Regions from separate parts of the Sus scrofa genome. Here regions 1, 3 and 4 are each linked to region 2. Evidence: chromatin contacts called from public Hi-C, HiChIP or PLAC-seq and promoter capture Hi-C data. All regions are on one chromosome and are shown on one strand. The core of a region is the stretch at or near the end of the contact, and the rest is flanking DNA. Distances in the headings are between cores, read along the strand shown. Region 1 holds the start of ANAPC13 (anaphase promoting complex subunit 13). Region 2 holds the start of CDV3 (protein CDV3 homolog). Region 3 holds the start of NPHP3 (nephrocystin-3). Region 4 holds the start of ACAD11 (acyl-CoA dehydrogenase family member 11).

Region 1 (3,651 bases), core at 315-2,814, 900 kb after region 2:
CATGCCATAGTAATGACCAGAGCCACAGCAATGATGGATCCTTCACCTGCTAGGCCACCAGGGAACTCTGTTATCACTTATTCTTAAATGAAATGTCAATGGCAGCAGCAGTCCGCCTGCAAGCTGTCTTCTATTACCAGCTCTTCCTAGGAAAGTTGGTAGGCTCTAAAGGAAAACTCCCTGTTCTCCTTGTTAGGCCTTGGTAACATAAATACAAATTTTAATAAGCCCTCATTCAAAAAAAAAAAAAAAGTTTAGATAACTTATAACACGAGATTTAACAAACTCCTTGCAGAATTTTCCAAAGATCAGGAAACAAGAGAGCTCGATGGTCTAAATGCAAAAAAAAGAAAAGCCAGGTGTCTTCTGAGTATTTTCCAGGGAACCTAGGATAGGTGTGTGTTTCAAAAATGTGAGTGTCTAAAAATGTCAACTGATAAACCCACCTGTGGTGTGGCAGACAGAACATGGCTCAGAAGACCTGGGCTCTAGTTCTGGCATGACCCCTAACTGAGCTGGTCACATCAGTTCTCTGAAACACATTTCTCTTCAAATAAAAAAAAAACAAGATAATTGTTCTTCAGAGGATTCTAGAGTTAGAGGACTCTACAGCACTGATTTCTTTGCTTTACTAGTTTATGTGCCCATTGATATCCTACTTCTACTATATCAGACCTTTAACCCATCACCTCAGAATAAGCAGGGGCCTACCAGTGGTATTGCAACATCTTCATAAGGCAGCTTGTCCTCTCGCCAAGCATCGTCAATCAAATCCAAGATCCTTCCATCTCTCTGTACCTCACTGTCCATTTTCCTGCAGCTTTGCTCTTGCCAGATCTGAAAGCCAAAGAGGTTATTTCTTAAGCATGAGGAGATGATGTAATCTAGCACTAGGGGTTCTCCAAGCTTTTTAGCCTGGATGTGTCTTTTGGCATGATATCACTTTGGGAAAGACTCATCTCATCCGGGTCAGGTTATTTACAAGATCACAGTCCCTTCCAGCTGATTTTCCCAGTCACACACAGATCCCACCTTTCTGTAAGGGTTTCTCAGATCACTCCAGCTTCAGCCCACATCCTGCCCTTGATCTACCTTTTGTCCTTATGATCTACTAACCAAGTCAGGTCGACTTTGTGACCAACTGCTCAGGTATTACTGCTTCCAATTGCTGTGTGTAGTAAAATTTTTTGTCAGTGACTCAGCACATCTTTCCTCAATTTGGCCTCAATCTTTTTTCACCTGTCCCTCTTCCGAACACCTCTAACTCTGTTATCCTTTCCAGCCTTTGCACTCAAAGTTCTTTACCCCATCACTAACACACCCATTTTTCCTTCCAAACTCAAAGCTGGCGTCAGCTCATCAGAACCAACATGCCATTTCCAGAGTTAGGCGCTAAGGTGCCTTCTCTCTTCAGGGGCTGGAAAAAAGGAAAGCACAAGACGGGCAAAGAGGGGCAATGACCAGGAAATGACTACGTCTCAAACACTTGCCTCACTCAACAGAATGAAGCATTACCACTTTCCTGAACAAAGTTTTCTTACACATACGACTGTCCCAATGCCTGGAATGCTCTGTCTTCTTCCTTTTTTCCCCAGCTAACCCCAAACTGTCCAAAAAATTTAGCTCCCAGGTCGTCTTCTGCAGGAGTCGTTCTCTAAGAGCCAGAAGAGCGCAGTCCCCGCCCCTCCGCGGGTCCCATAGTTCTCTGGGCACAGAGAATGATCCCCATCAGGATCTTGGTATATTGCCTGTCACACGGTCTTTCCAGACACGAGACGCCTGCGTTTCCCGGGGGGAGGGCAGTTTTATTCATCTCTGCTTTAGAGCTCTGTGAAACATGCAGTTACATGAGCAAAACTGGGACGCCTTTTCCCTCGCTAGAAATGACCCTCTCGGGCCACCACCGTCCATACAGGCCTGGGAGGCCGCCCCACAGCCACGGCTTCCGGCCCGAGGCGGGATATACCAAATGCGGAAGCGAGGGGGGGGGGTCCGGACAGCCAAGCAAGTTCCCCTCCTCCCCGCCCAACGTGTGGTAAGAGAAGTGGTTAGGAGGGAGAGGATGATGTGAAAACAACGACCTAAGCCAAGAGAAACGGCAGGAGTCCGAACGCGCTCCCGTATCTCCAGACCCTACATTACGTGCGCGCAAACCCTTTTACCAGCCCCAAACCCAGCGTGTCACACACCCCCGCCGACCGCGCCCTCAGCATCACGTGACCCAGACGTCCTTCACTTTCCGATCCCCGGATGTGGGTGAGCCCATTTGCCGGAGCACAGGGGGAGTTAGGGAGGACATTGTTTTAATTAAAAGTGAAGGAGCAGTGGGCAAAACGAACGTGCTGACTGCTGTGGCTGGACGTCAGGTTGGCGGTGCCGCGCGTGCGCACCCCCAGCCGTAGGTAACGGCGGGAAGGCTCGGGGAGCGCTCGCGGCAGCCCTTAACCGCATTGCGAACGTCGGACGGGCGAGGGGCGGCCGTCTCTGGGCCTGGAGGTAGCCCTGGCTGCGGTGGGGCCGCGGGCCGAGCGGCCGAATGGCCTGGGGCCTGCTTCCTCAGCCGCCCGCTGGCCTCCAGGCCCGCCCCCGCCGGCCCGGCTCCGCCCCGGCGCCCCGCCCCCCGGCCTTTTCGCTGACGCCCGGCTGACCCGCGAAGCCGGATATGGCCTCCCTCGGCGTGCGGTCCCGGCCAGCCAGGTGGTCAGCTCTTACCTAGAGACCGGGCCGGCGGGAGGGCGGCGGGGTGGGCGAGCTGCTCGTCTTCCCGGAGCGGAGTTAGCCGCGGGCCACTCTTCCACTTCAGGGGAGGGATCCTCGGCAAGGCCCTCTCGCCTGGGCTGCCTCATCTGGTTAGCTTCTTAGCATTGTTGCGACTTAGGTCATTGATGGCAGGTGATAGCGGTTCATTCACGGGTGGGAAGTTTAGCAAGTTTTAAAAAGTGAGTTGGTTAAAAACGTATTGGAGGTACAGAAATGTGGCAGAAAACATGAAGGACTCAATTGGGGAACCCTGGACTTAGGGATCCATACAAATCAGGGATGGGAAATAAATGATAAATTGAGGAAATAAAAGGTATAGGTCCTTAGAACACTTTAATCATCAAGATACTTTAAGGCGGTAAATCTAGGCTTATAATGAGGTTTTTCTTATGCTTCTTGAAACAGTAAAGATGAGTCCGCTGTCAGCGACTACTCTTCCTTTGCAATTACAGTACATTTCTTTGCACAAAGTAGTTTTCCTTGAGCCTTACAGACAGTTCCTTAAACCAGTCTTTAAGAATTTTTTCTTCTTTTAATAAAGCAGTATTGTAGGGTTAGTGCCCTGTGGTAATAGTTTCCCACATGCGTGCATTTAATTTTCTAGACATGAAGAGGAAATCAAGGATTATTAACTACATGCTACCTTCGAATATTTATATTTATACTGATCACAACTGTAGCTTAATTATATAATAAAGTGTATGTGTTTTATTTTGAATACCGTATCCTTTTTTTTTTTTTTTTGTCTTTTTGCTATTTCTTGGGCCGCTCCTGCGGCATATGGAGGTTCCCAGGCTAGGGGTTGAATCGGAGCTGTAGCCACCTGCCTACGCCAGAGCCACAGCAACGCGGGATCCGAGCCGCGTCTGCAACCTACACCACAGCTCATGG
Region 2 (3,664 bases), core at 682-3,181:
TGCTTCATGATAAGGGTGGGGTGATGATGAGGGGTGTGGCAACAGTAGGATTTAGGACTCTGTGTAACCCATCTGGAGAGTAGGAATATATGTGGTCAGTTTCAGGGCAGGGGATTCAAAGAGGAGAGACTAACTTTATGGAGGAGAGGATTAACCACAGATAGTGACACAAACACAAAGATCCTGGTCCCTCTACAGGCTTGGCCTGAGATTCTTATATATGATCAAGGTTGGGGAGCACTGAAAGGAAATTTTGCTGTGTTAACCCTCAACTGCTGTTCCTTCTCTGCTTTTTCCCATCATTAATTCCTTCAAGACACTGATACATTGATGGGGACATAGGAAAGGGAGGACTGAACTTATTATTCATATTAAGATTTTTTTTTCTTCTGGATTATAAGGGAGTTGAAGTAGGAACAACAAATTATGCCTTGAATAAAGCACATTGCCTTAAATAATAGCTAATAGGTCTTTCACAGATGAAAGAACAAGAGGAAGGAAGGGAAAAAGGGAAGGGAGGGAGAGAAAGGAAGAAAAATATTTGATCAGAGATATTAAGGAAGATGGGGGTAGGGGCAATGCTGAACTTGGCCTGCATCACAAGAAAAGTGGTGTCACAGAAGGAAGTAAACTAGAGACTCATCCTGAGTGGTTGAGGGCAGTTTATATCTGGGGAATAATATGTAAGCTTGCTGTTGGCCAAGGCCAGGTCTTTGATTTGCTTCTTTGACATATTCTGGACTTAGTGCTTTAATAGTAGTGTTGGGGGGGGGGGGAGTGACAAATTTTAACAGAAAAGCTATAAAGGAAAAGATCAAGAAGTAGTTCCATTTACTGGCTGTGCTCTATCTACCCCACAAGGCTACTAACATACGTCTGAGTCATTTCCTCAGTGGTTGTGACAGTTCTCTACTCTGTCTTTAGAAGGAGGAAGTGGAACGTTTAATAACCTTACATTAGACCCTTTTTTCATATGCGAGGATTCATTTCATTCTCAAGGCCCAGAAAGTATTTAAATGGTACAGCTAGGTATAGCATGAGCACATTTGGTCCCCATCTCTATGTTCCATTTCCCTCCTCTTATCAGGGATAAAAGCTAATGATAGATTACAGTCATCATCTAGACTCAAGCCAGGGCAGGAGGTACTATTTAAATGTATTAAAAAAAATCATTTATTACATCCATTGTGTTTTAAGCACTACACTGGGCAGCTAACAGTTACTCTTTCCCCACATATCTTGCAGGAGCTAACTTCTCTGTTTTACAGATCTAGAACTCAAAGCTCAGATTTATTTAGCTTGATCTTAGTAGCCATATCCAGGAGAGGGTGGAGTTCAGATAAAATCAATTCTCTTTTATCTACCTACCGGCTTACCAAGATCATTTAGGAAATGAGAACTAAACTTCAAGCTCGGGCTCCTCACTTTCGTAATAATCATCGTGTATGATGAAGATGAGTAGTTGCCAGACCAGAAAGGGTGAAAGTACAGAGAGCAGCAGAACGGATGGTACCGTTTTTAACATAGCTAGCTTAACACAGTGCTTTTCCGTTTCGATAACGTTCAAAAGACTACAAGGCCATAGTTAGCACTGGACGAGCAGACACACGTGTACTCTACGCATGCGCCCTGACGGACCTACCCGCCCCTTCAACCCGACCTGTTTAGCCAAGTCACCAATGAGCCCTCCAAAAGCCCGCCCTCAAGGCTAAACCCTTGGCCAATCGAGAGACAAGGGTCATCATGACGACACTTATTTAGCATAAACCCTCTCCCCGCCCCCAAGCCACGGCCCCGCCCCATCTGAAACAGGGATTGTCTCCTAAGCGCTTCATCCTGGCATCTGATTGGCTACCTTGCCAGCCCCACCTCCGTCTCCTCCCACCGCCCTCCCCTCTACGCTCTCACAGTAGCGGGCGGAGCTAAGTACGCAGGCGCGGGCGCTGCCTCTCTCTTCTGGTGGCCCGCCCTCCCTCCTCCCCTTCCCACCCCTCCCCACCCCCTTTCCCCTCCTCTCCGGGCCTGCGTGCGCGCGTCGTCCTCCTGCACGCGCCGCCGCTAGCCAAGCACTCTCGCCAGAGCCTCCGGCCCGCGCGTTCCTTTCCCTCTCCGTCTGCGGAGCGGGCGGGATCCTACGCCTCGGTGTTGGTAGCAGCCGCAGCCGGACGGGCTCGGGCGGCCTCAGCGGCACGCGAGCCTTTAGGCGGGCCGTACCATCGTTCGCCAGCACACAGGGGAAGCCATCTGCCCCACCTCACACGCCTTGGCGACCCCACGGGGCTGAGGCGTCGCCGCGCCCGGGAGCGTGAGCGCCGAGCCGGCCTCGACCCCGAGATCGGAGCCCCGCGGGCCGCGCCCGCCACCGGCCCCACCCATCCGGGCCGAGGAGGCAGCGGCCATGGCTGAGACAGAAGAACGGAGCTTGGACAACTTCTTCGCCAAGAGGGACAAGAAGAAAAGAAAGAGCGGAGCAACCGGGCGGCAAGCGCCGCGGGCGTCGCCGCGGGAGCAGCGGCGCGGCGGGAGCCGCCGCGGGAGCAGCGGAGCCGCGAGCGCGGCGGGCGGTGGGGCAGGCGCGGGGGCCCGGCCGGGCGACGGCGGGACCACCGCGGCCGCGGGCCCCGGGCCCGCAACCAAGGCTTTGACAAAGGTGAGGGGCCAGGGAGGCCGGGAGTCGGGGCCCGGGCCGCGCGCTTGCGCCCATGTGCCCGCCCCCGCCTGCCGGCCTGCCTGGGGGAGCGTCGGGGAGGGGCCACCGGGGCCGGCAGGCCGGCAGGCCGGCTGGCCGTCGGGCTCAGGAAGCTGCCGCGTGACGCGGGCTTCCCACTGCCGGCGGTCTCGCGCTCCCCGCGGGACCCCCGCCACCCTGCTCCTGACCTGGGTCGCCTGGCTCAGGCCAGGACGCAGTCAGGCGGTGGCACCCTCCCGGGGAATCGACCCGGGTCGGAAGTGCATCTATCGAGTGACGTAGACTCTCAGTAATTTAGCCTCTGACTTCAGCCCAGGAGTCTGAGCCGAATTTTCTAAGCATCACGTTTGGGGCGGCTTGAATTGACACGACTTGGTCTGAAGCCCGTGAAAGCAAGTCTCATGGCAAGATTGAGCTAGGCGTTTAGTTGTGGGAATACTATTGACTTCATTCGGGGTTTTTTGGTGCCTTTTAAAGTGACCCAGCGGAAGTAACAAAGTTTAGTCACGTTTGTCCTCCAGCCTGGATTGAGCAAAGGCTTTGGCCAGAAAATGAGTACACACTTTACCCTAGGCTCCAGCCACTTAATCCCTTTTTCATAGTCTGATAGTTGTCTCATTACAAATAGCTTTGATTGATGAAATGATGCCTCTTTTACAGGAGGAAGATGAGTGGAAAGATTTTGAGCAAAAAGAGGTTGATTACAGTGGCCTAAGAGTTCAAGCAATGCAAATAAGGTATGGTCTGGGTACAGATGTGTTTAGTTAACCCACAGGAGAGATACTGTGTGTTTGGGGCTTTTGGCCCCCAGACTGCATCACAGTAATTTTGTGCCTTAAATATGCTAATGGAATGTGTCAGTTACTACTCCTTGCTGATGGCAGCCCTTCTATATACTGATCAAATTAGCTGCCAGCCCCAGAATCCTGTGAGAGCTTGCCTACTTCGAATCTTGGTTAGGTCTTTTTATTTGAG
Region 3 (3,737 bases), core at 270-2,769, 800 kb before region 2:
ATAGTCCGTGCCACACCCCCACCAAAAAAACCCTGAAATTCATAAATCCATTTTACACCTGCAAGTGCATTAAGACTACCCCATAGGAAAATTGGTAAGACAACAGATAAAACTGCTTATGTTTTCCTAGATAATAACAATGCTAATTATACAACAGCTAATGGTGGGTGAGATAGGGTGGGGTTTGACTAGAATGCCTAGTTTAGAAGGAAGAAAGCTTCCCTTTTAGAAAAATCAGTCTGAGGTATTTAGTCTCTTCCTACTGTAAATGGGCTCAGGAAAACTTGGGCTGTCCAAAGTCTACCACAGCAAAGGAGAGTAAACAAACTACAACTCTCAGAGGCCTTGAGAAAAATAACCTTTGCTTTACATACTATCTTAAATCAGTCTGAACAGATCTATTACAGGGAGGGTATGCAATAATTGTTTTTTGAGTAAATTAATCAAATGGATTAAGGAGATCTGACTACCCTAGGGAACACTTTCAACTATAACCATTTAAGATGGGTGAAAATCAGGGGCATCCAGAAAAATTCACTTCAAGATCATTAAAATCCAAGAGCTAAGCCCCATCTTGGAAGAATGTAAAATTGGCTGGGGGTGGTGGTGTTAAAAACTCCAAATAAGGGTTTGATGAGTTGCCTCAAGAGATGTCACCAGTCTTTTGTGAATGCGTGTGCTCCTTGTGGACCTACTTTCCTGGAGACTGGCATTTTGTTGCTTCAGGACACTTTCAGGCTAATCGCTTCAAGGTGTCTGAATAAATGGACCAGAAATAGGAAAAGGAGGAGGGTTAGTTAAGGCAATAACTAACCCTTGGGTTTAGATCCCAAGGCAATTATGTCCCCTCCAATCAAAATGTAGAGCAGCTTCTGCTCAATTTTCTCAACTCTTCAGTTTGGAGATGAGACAGGATGGATGAGGGACGGAGTGTAAGCGTCCTGGATCCAGCTGGCAGCGCGGCCAAGCGGCTGCAGGGCCATGGGCAGGCCGCCCGGGGCCTCAGTTTCCCGGGTGTTGCGGCCATCCCCAGTGTGTGCCTGGGCCGGGCGTTACCTGCAGCTCGGCCCGCAGCCGCTTGTTCTCGGTGTCCAGCTTGGCCTCGCGACGACCCATGGATAGCAACTCCTGGTTCTTGCTGACCCGGAAGATCTCGTACTCCTTCTTCAGCCGCTCGTACTCGGCCGCCGCGTACTCCAGCTCCGGCACTGACGAGCCAGTGGACTTGAAGCTGGCCCCCAGCAGCCCGCCGCCGCCCGCCCCGCGGGGCAGAGATCCCGGCCCGGCTCCGGCCGCAGCCGCACCCGCGCCCCGGCGGAACGAGTTGCGCAACAGGCGGGCTTTGGGCTTCACCTCCACCGGGATCTCGCAGGCCTCCCCGCCGCCCGCCCCATACGTGTCCTCAATCACCTCCCCTCCCGCGGGGCTCACGAGCGACGAAGCAGTCCCCATGACGCCGGCAGCCGCAGCTAACCTGCCAACATGCACCAGGAGAAGGCGGGACCGGGCGAGCGGGGAGGGGCGAGGCAGCAGGAAGGGGCGGGGCGAGCAGCTCGAGGAGGCGTGGCAGTGGCTGAAGAGAGGGGCGGGGCGGGGCAGCGGGGCAGTAGTGGGTGGGGCAGGGTGGCTGAGCGGGGCGTAGCAGTCGATTGGATTTGGCAGGGCATCAGGACTGGGCGGGGCGGGGCACTGACTGGGCTGAGGGAGGAGAGCCGCGGGGTCTGGGCGGACAGCTGTGGCGCTACTTCACGGCCTACGGGCGGGCAAACGTAGAGGCGCGCGTTGCCTCTAACCTGGCCAGAAGCTTCCCCACCGTCATGTGCCTTCCATGAGCACTGGCCTGGGTCCGCAGTTGCTCCACCTCCGACGCTGCTGTTTCTGTCCTACCGCTGTCCCTGCCTGAGCACCCCTCTCCAGAGGCGGTAGGGAAATCTGAGATGTGTATTGAGCACCTGCTATGTGCCTCTCACTGTGCGTCTCTCCGTATGCATGTAGTTGGAATGATCAGAGAGACAAGGCACCAGCCAAAACAATGCTTTTTGGCTTAACAGCCTGCTATCACCAAGGATAATCCTTAGACAAGGTGAAGGTTTGCAACAAGGAGCACTGGAGATCGCACTTCAGAAGAACTATGGAGCATCTCACCAAGTAAAAAAGATGTCAGATGTGGCCCCAGTTTTCAAAAAGCATGAGTTGTCTGCTACTGCCTTCCTTAATAACCTTTGCATAGTTTTGCAGATGCCCCCAAACACAAATCCAGATTTGCTGAGGTCATGGAGACTTTCCCCTATATAGTGATTACTGACTGTCTTTCTCATCAAGGACAATATGTATAAACTCAGCATGCATACTGACCTTGGATAACTGTTGATTAAGGCCTGAGTGAGTGAGCCCAGAGATGACCAGTTACAGAATGCTAGCAGATACTTGTATAATAGTGTAATTGGTTTCCAACATATTTTTTAATCCTAAACTTATCACAAAATTTATTCCAGTTTCCAACCTTACAAGTTTTTCCCTTCTTTGTGCTGAACTTAGCCCACAGACCTCAGTCTGCATTTTGAAAGGATAATTTTGAATAAAGAACTACAGTGAGGAATAAAGTCTCTGGCAGGCAGCTTATGGTGATTAAAGATGGCTACACATTTAAAAATACTTTATCTATTGAAAGGTGAGTTTTTTTTCTTTTTTAGGGCCACACCTGTAGCACATGGAAGTTCCCTGGTTAAGAGTCGAATTGGAGCTGCAGCTGCTGACCTACACTACAGCCATGGCAATTCAGATCCAAGCTGAGTCTGTGACCTACATCACAGCTCATGGCAGCGCCAGATCCTTAACCCAATGAGCAAGGCCAGGGATTGAACCCACATCCTCATGGATACTAGTTGGGTTCGTTTCCACTGAACCACAATGAAAACTTCTGAAAGGTGAGTTTTTAAATTTTTATTTTTTATTGTAGTATAATTGATTTACAATGTTGTGTTAGTTTCAGATGTACAGCAAAGTGAATCGGTTATATATATACATATATCCATTCCTTTTCAGATTATTTTCTCATAGAATATCGAGTATATTTTGGTGTGCTACACAATAGGTCCTTGTTGATTATCTATTTTATATATAGTAGTGTATAAATGTTAATCCCAAACTCCTAATTTATCCCTCCCCCTGAAAGGTGAGGTTTATGATGACAGGCTACATAATTTGTGGGACCAGTGCAAAATGAAAATGTGGTGACCTTTCTTCAGAAATTATAAAGGATTTCCAGATGGCATTCAGCCAAGCATAGGGTCCTTTTGAATTCAAGTCCCTATGCAACTGTACTTGAGGTTCTTCCTAGGCTTGCACATCCATGACTCCAGCTATTTATGACTCCTCTCCTTGGATCTAGTTGGACTCTGTAACTGCTTTGACCAGTAAACTATTGCAAAAATGACACAGTGCCAGTTTTTGAGCCCAGGCCTTGAGAGAATGGCAGCTTCCACTTCCTGTGTCTTGGAACACCTTCTCTGAGAGCCTTGGGCTGCCATTTAAGGAGACTAACCACCCCAACCAAGATTGCCAGACTGGAGAGGTTGTGAGAGTTCCAGTTGGCTTAGCCTTCCAGCCAAGGCATGTGCAGTGAAGCCATCTTGGACTCTTCAGACCAACCTTTTTGCTTGTTGGTACCCCTAAGTCACTTGAGTTGGCACCACAGGAAGAGCTGAGAATCACCCGTCTGATTTCTGCCCAAATCC
Region 4 (4,062 bases), core at 1,170-3,669, 870 kb before region 2:
TGCACTGACTCTCAGTGCCGGCACTGTTACATATCAAAGTTCTATAATTATGTGGGCTTTTTTGTGAACACTCTCCTCTTTTTTATTTACCTGTTTGTCTCTTTGCTAATACGCCATCTTAACTGAAATTTCCCACTTTGTTCATCTTCAGGTGAGTTTTTGCTTATTCTTAGCCCTTTGCTCCTATATGTAAAAGTTAGAAGCAATTTTTTGAATTAGGGGAAAAAATTAAGACATTGCACTGAATCTATAGATTGGCGAGGAAAAGGGAAATATACAATTCTGAATTCTACTATTCATGAACATGGCATCGCTCAATTTATTTAGTTCTTTTTAAAGTCCTAATACAGTTTTATAGTTTCCTCTACAGAGGTCTTGCACATACTTTATTAGAATAATATTTGGGGAAATTTGTAATTCTGATGCTCTTATTATCTTTCTGAAATTTATATCTTTATATTTTTATTGCTAAAGTTCAGAAATGCAATTTATTTTGGTATACTGAACTTTGATAAACTCCATTATTTTCTGTGGATTATTGGGTCTTTTATCGTTATCAATTAATTTCTACACATATATTTATTAGCTGTCTTCTATTGATTTCTGAACTTTGGCATTTATATTCTGAAATTTTTTCAGAATGACACTTTAGAATTTTTGAAACTTCCTTTGTGGCCTAACATGTCTTCAGTTTTCAAAAACTTTTTCATATGCCTTGGAAATAAATGTGTATTTTCTGTGGGGATAGTTCAATGCATATATACTATTTAAGCTGCAACTAATTTCATTTATCAAGCTCAATTCTGCTTTAACATTCAGTATAGCACTGGGAACTATATCTAGCTATTTATGATGGAGCATAATGTGAGAAAAAAGAATGTATACATGTATGTGTGACTGGGTCACCTTGCTGTACAGTAGAAAATTGACACAACACTGTAAAACAGCTATAATGGAAAAAATAAAAATCATTATAAAAAAACATTAAATTTAATTCAGAATTAAGTAACTCTCAGTAAGATAATCCTCCAACAACTCTAATGATTACTATCTCCATTTTGCCAAAGAAGTTAAATAACTTGTCCAGATTCTCAGAGCAAATTTGAACTTTGATCTGTTAGTTTACAACACAAGCCTTCTAGGCTAGAAACTTAAGCCATTTTTTATTCCAATTTCTCTTTCGTCCTACAATATCTATTGTGACATGGTGCCTTTTAATTCTATACTCCAAACTTTCTCTTATCCATTTTCCTTCCCACTATTTTTAATTTACCTGAAACCAGTAGTCAAGGAATATAAATGCCAGTGATAAATGCCACTGGTATATGGTGCTCTTACAATGTTAAATCTTTTCACATCATTTCATTATCAGGATTACTCAGAACAGGCAAGTATTTGTTACAGATTATGAAACAAGTTCTCAGAGAGTTCATGTAACACAGCATTTAAATTTCCCAGTCTGTAAGTGGCACATCTAATTTTTGGCAAGAGAGGACTGCTTCTATAGCTCTGCGTTTATCAAAATACTATTTTTAGAATTAAGTCTTTTAAAATTATTTTCTACTATACATCAGACTAGAAGCAAGTTCAAAGTGGAGAACAGTACTCTCAGGATGGTCGTCCAGTTCCATTCCCCTACTTCAGAAAGAATTAAAGCCCAAAATGGTGCTGCGATTTGCTAAATGGAAGATCTGGATTAGAATTCGGATGTCCCAACCGATATCATTAACTCACTCTGCAAGAATATGGCCAAAGTGAACGGAATGACATCTGCTTCTCAAAAAAAAAAAAAGTTATAGAACAAAAGTTGAGGGAAAGCCTCTCTAAATCCTGCAGAACCTCCAACCTTAAAGTGCCTCACTGAATCCTCTAAGTACGTAATTGTTAACAAAGATTCCTTCTCATAATTGGAATCGTGAATGTTACTGTGCTTCTATTATTGCTCTTGAATTAGAAATACCCAGAATGTAATGCAGGAGACTGGTGAGGGCAGCTCCCGCCTGCAAACTGCGTCACTGAGGAAAAATAAACAAGATGGGGTAAACTGAGAACCTACCCAAAGCCAAAGGGAAAAAAGTATAAGGCACAGATTTTTTTCTGCTGGAAATGGCTGGCGTCGATACCTGTACTGGGCAACAGTCAGCTTGGCCTCAGGCTCAGCCCCAAAGTCAGGCAAGTGCTGGTATAGGTAGGCTTCCAGGGACCTGCAGTCCAACTTGTGCTGGGGCAGCACTTCCCCCATCTCGGGACCGTGGGAGGCATCGGCCTTCATGATCGCTGCTGCATCCAATGACCACAGACTCACAGAAACCGCAACTCTTCGGGGCTCGGGGACACTCCACAGCTCGGGACGCCCGGGAGGAGGGGGGCCTGCGGTTCCAGCCAATCACAATTTCCCTCCCGGAGCCGAGGCTAGGCGGACTGGCTAGGTTAAGGGTTCTAGTCGCGAAGCGCCAGGAGGGCCTTGGTGTGTGTTCAGATTAAAATTTTTCACCTAGCCTCAGAATTAGAGGCCTCAATTCTAAATAAAGCAAAACCACATTAGTCACTCCGGCCAAATAAGAACTCCGAGGCCGCGTCCACCTCCGAATTTAAAGCACCAGCAAGCGGAAAACCTAAAAGGTTCGGCGCAGAAAAAGGTCCGTCAGGACGTCGAGCTCGGGAATAAAAGATTCTGAGGTTTCTCCTAGCTGCCCGGTTGGAAACGCAACGTCGCAGGATACTGGCTCTGGATGTTTATGACCCAGGCCCTGCTGCAGGTCGGTCTTTTAGGCCCGGGCGAAGAAGGAAGCTGAAAGTGACTGCGTTTTTATTTATTTTTATTTTTTGAGGGGGAACGATGACTGCAACACACAGGAAGCGGACCCCGTGCGAGGCCAGCGGGGCCGGTGGAGACGTGTAAGTTAGAGAGGTGAAGGGAGCCCTTTTCCGGGGTTGTGGGCTAGCAAGGCCGCCGCAAGGTACCTCCGCACATACCTCTTGCCCGCCCAGCAGCCAACAGTGTGGGGCGGCGGCGACGGCGACGGCCGGGGCTGGGAGGGCTGGCGGCCGGGGTCCCAGCCATGGCCGAGTCTGTGGAGCGGCTGCAGCAGCGGATCCAGGAACTGGAACGGGAACTGGCCCAGGAGAGAAGTCGCCAGGTCGTGGGGGACCGCGACGGAAAAGGCGGTCGGACCCGCATCGAGAAGATGAGCCCGGAGGTGGTGGACTCCAACCCCTACAGGTGACCTAAGTGGCGGGGCGGAGGGGGTGTGGGCGAGGTCACGGTCTCCAGGTGGTCAGGAGTGAGGTGCCCGCCGCTGCTCTCCAGCTCCCACATCCTCGTACCACCTCTCTTTTCTTGTTCTGAGGCCCCGTCCTCAAGCGGGCGAAGCCAGGTCTCTGTACTGGTGAAAAAAATGTTTTTTTCTCTTTTAAAACTACCCAGCTGAATCAGCCATATGGTGCTTCTCCTGTGTCTGCTGAGGACACGTATCAGCTTTCCTTCTGCCCCTGCCTCTATTAGTCTTACTTGCTCTGCCTAAAATTGATAGTAATAACTTTTAGAAGGTGACACCAAATGTAAAACCCAATGAGCACACGCTTCGAGCTTCATCGAGCCCTCTCAGTGTTTCTTAAATTACGGGTGTAGGAGAGGGCTGGATTAGCTCTAAAACCGTTGGCCTTCACCTGTGTTGTCCGCTCTCTTTCTTCGTTTCCTAAGGTTTGTGAATTCAGCAGGCTGAATGTAGCTTAGTGGTTGAGGGTAAGGACTCTAGAGCCAAACTGATTGAATTCAAATCTTAGCACCTGAGTAACCTGAAGAGCGTTCTGAACCTATCTGCTTCAGTTTCTCACTTTTAGTATCTCTGTCCAGCTGTGAAGATTGAAAATGTAAGTATATGTAAAGTTCTAGAATAGTGTTTGTACATACTAAGCCCTGTACAAGACCTTATTGCTAGTGAATATGGTAACAGTTACTGAGCTTTCACTACCTGCTTAACACTTTGCATGCATTGTCACCTTTTTCTCCTTATCACAACCCTAGATGGTGGCTACTATATTTGACCCTCATTTTATAGG

Evidence for each region. Promoter capture Hi-C pulls out the DNA fragments that hold promoters and counts their contacts. Hi-C and Micro-C count contacts between places; a contact is called where the count stands out from the background. HiChIP or PLAC-seq counts read pairs in DNA pulled down with a chosen protein or histone mark.
Region 1: an H3K27ac HiChIP or PLAC-seq map of alveolar macrophages shows a contact between it and region 2. The contact joins the promoter of ANAPC13 here to the promoter of CDV3 in region 2. A contact is called at or near these places in 8 of 47 Hi-C or Micro-C datasets (alveolar macrophages, embryonic fibroblasts, heart right ventricle and 5 more) and 1 of 2 datasets of contacts at active chromatin or transcription factors (alveolar macrophages).
Region 3: a Hi-C map of liver shows a contact between it and region 2, with 6 times the contacts expected there. The contact joins the promoter of NPHP3 here to the promoter of CDV3 in region 2. A contact is called at or near these places in 2 of 5 promoter capture datasets (fetal liver and liver), 7 of 47 Hi-C or Micro-C datasets (adipocytes, embryonic fibroblasts, heart right ventricle and 3 more) and 2 of 2 datasets of contacts at active chromatin or transcription factors (alveolar macrophages and skeletal muscle).
Region 4: a promoter capture Hi-C map of liver shows a contact between it and region 2, with 6 times the contacts expected there. The contact joins the promoter of ACAD11 here to the promoter of CDV3 in region 2. A contact is called at or near these places in 1 of 5 promoter capture datasets (liver), 1 of 47 Hi-C or Micro-C datasets (embryonic fibroblasts) and 1 of 2 datasets of contacts at active chromatin or transcription factors (alveolar macrophages).

What each region holds. Positions count from the first base shown.
Region 1 is chr13:75,603,451-75,607,101 of Sscrofa11.1, forward strand. It overlaps ANAPC13 (anaphase promoting complex subunit 13), which reads right to left and starts at 1,565. Exons shown (of 3, transcript NM_001178070.1): 1 at 1,542-1,565; 2 at 712-837. The coding sequence starts at 810. CEP63 (centrosomal protein of 63 kDa) reads left to right here and starts at 2,174. Exons shown (of 13, transcript XM_021069477.1): 1 at 2,174-2,256.
Region 2 is chr13:74,703,420-74,707,083 of Sscrofa11.1, forward strand. CDV3 (protein CDV3 homolog) reads left to right here and starts at 1,932. Exons shown (of 8, transcript XM_021069464.1): 1 at 1,932-2,453; 2 at 2,456-2,502; 3 at 2,504-2,650; 4 at 3,350-3,426. The coding sequence starts at 2,399.
Region 3 is chr13:73,899,501-73,903,237 of Sscrofa11.1, forward strand. It overlaps NPHP3 (nephrocystin-3), which reads right to left and starts at 1,520. Exons shown (of 26, transcript XM_021069461.1): 1 at 1,057-1,520. The coding sequence starts at 1,452.
Region 4 is chr13:73,829,077-73,833,138 of Sscrofa11.1, forward strand. It overlaps ACAD11 (acyl-CoA dehydrogenase family member 11), which reads right to left and starts at 2,420. Exons shown (of 21, transcript XM_001924765.5): 1 at 2,124-2,420. The coding sequence starts at 2,272. UBA5 (ubiquitin-like modifier-activating enzyme 5) reads left to right here and starts at 2,409. Exons shown (of 12, transcript XM_003132421.6): 1 at 2,409-3,223. The coding sequence starts at 3,063. LOC110256298 (a long non-coding RNA gene) reads left to right here and starts at 78. Exons shown (of 2, transcript XR_002337685.1): 1 at 78-151; 2 at 1,575-2,133.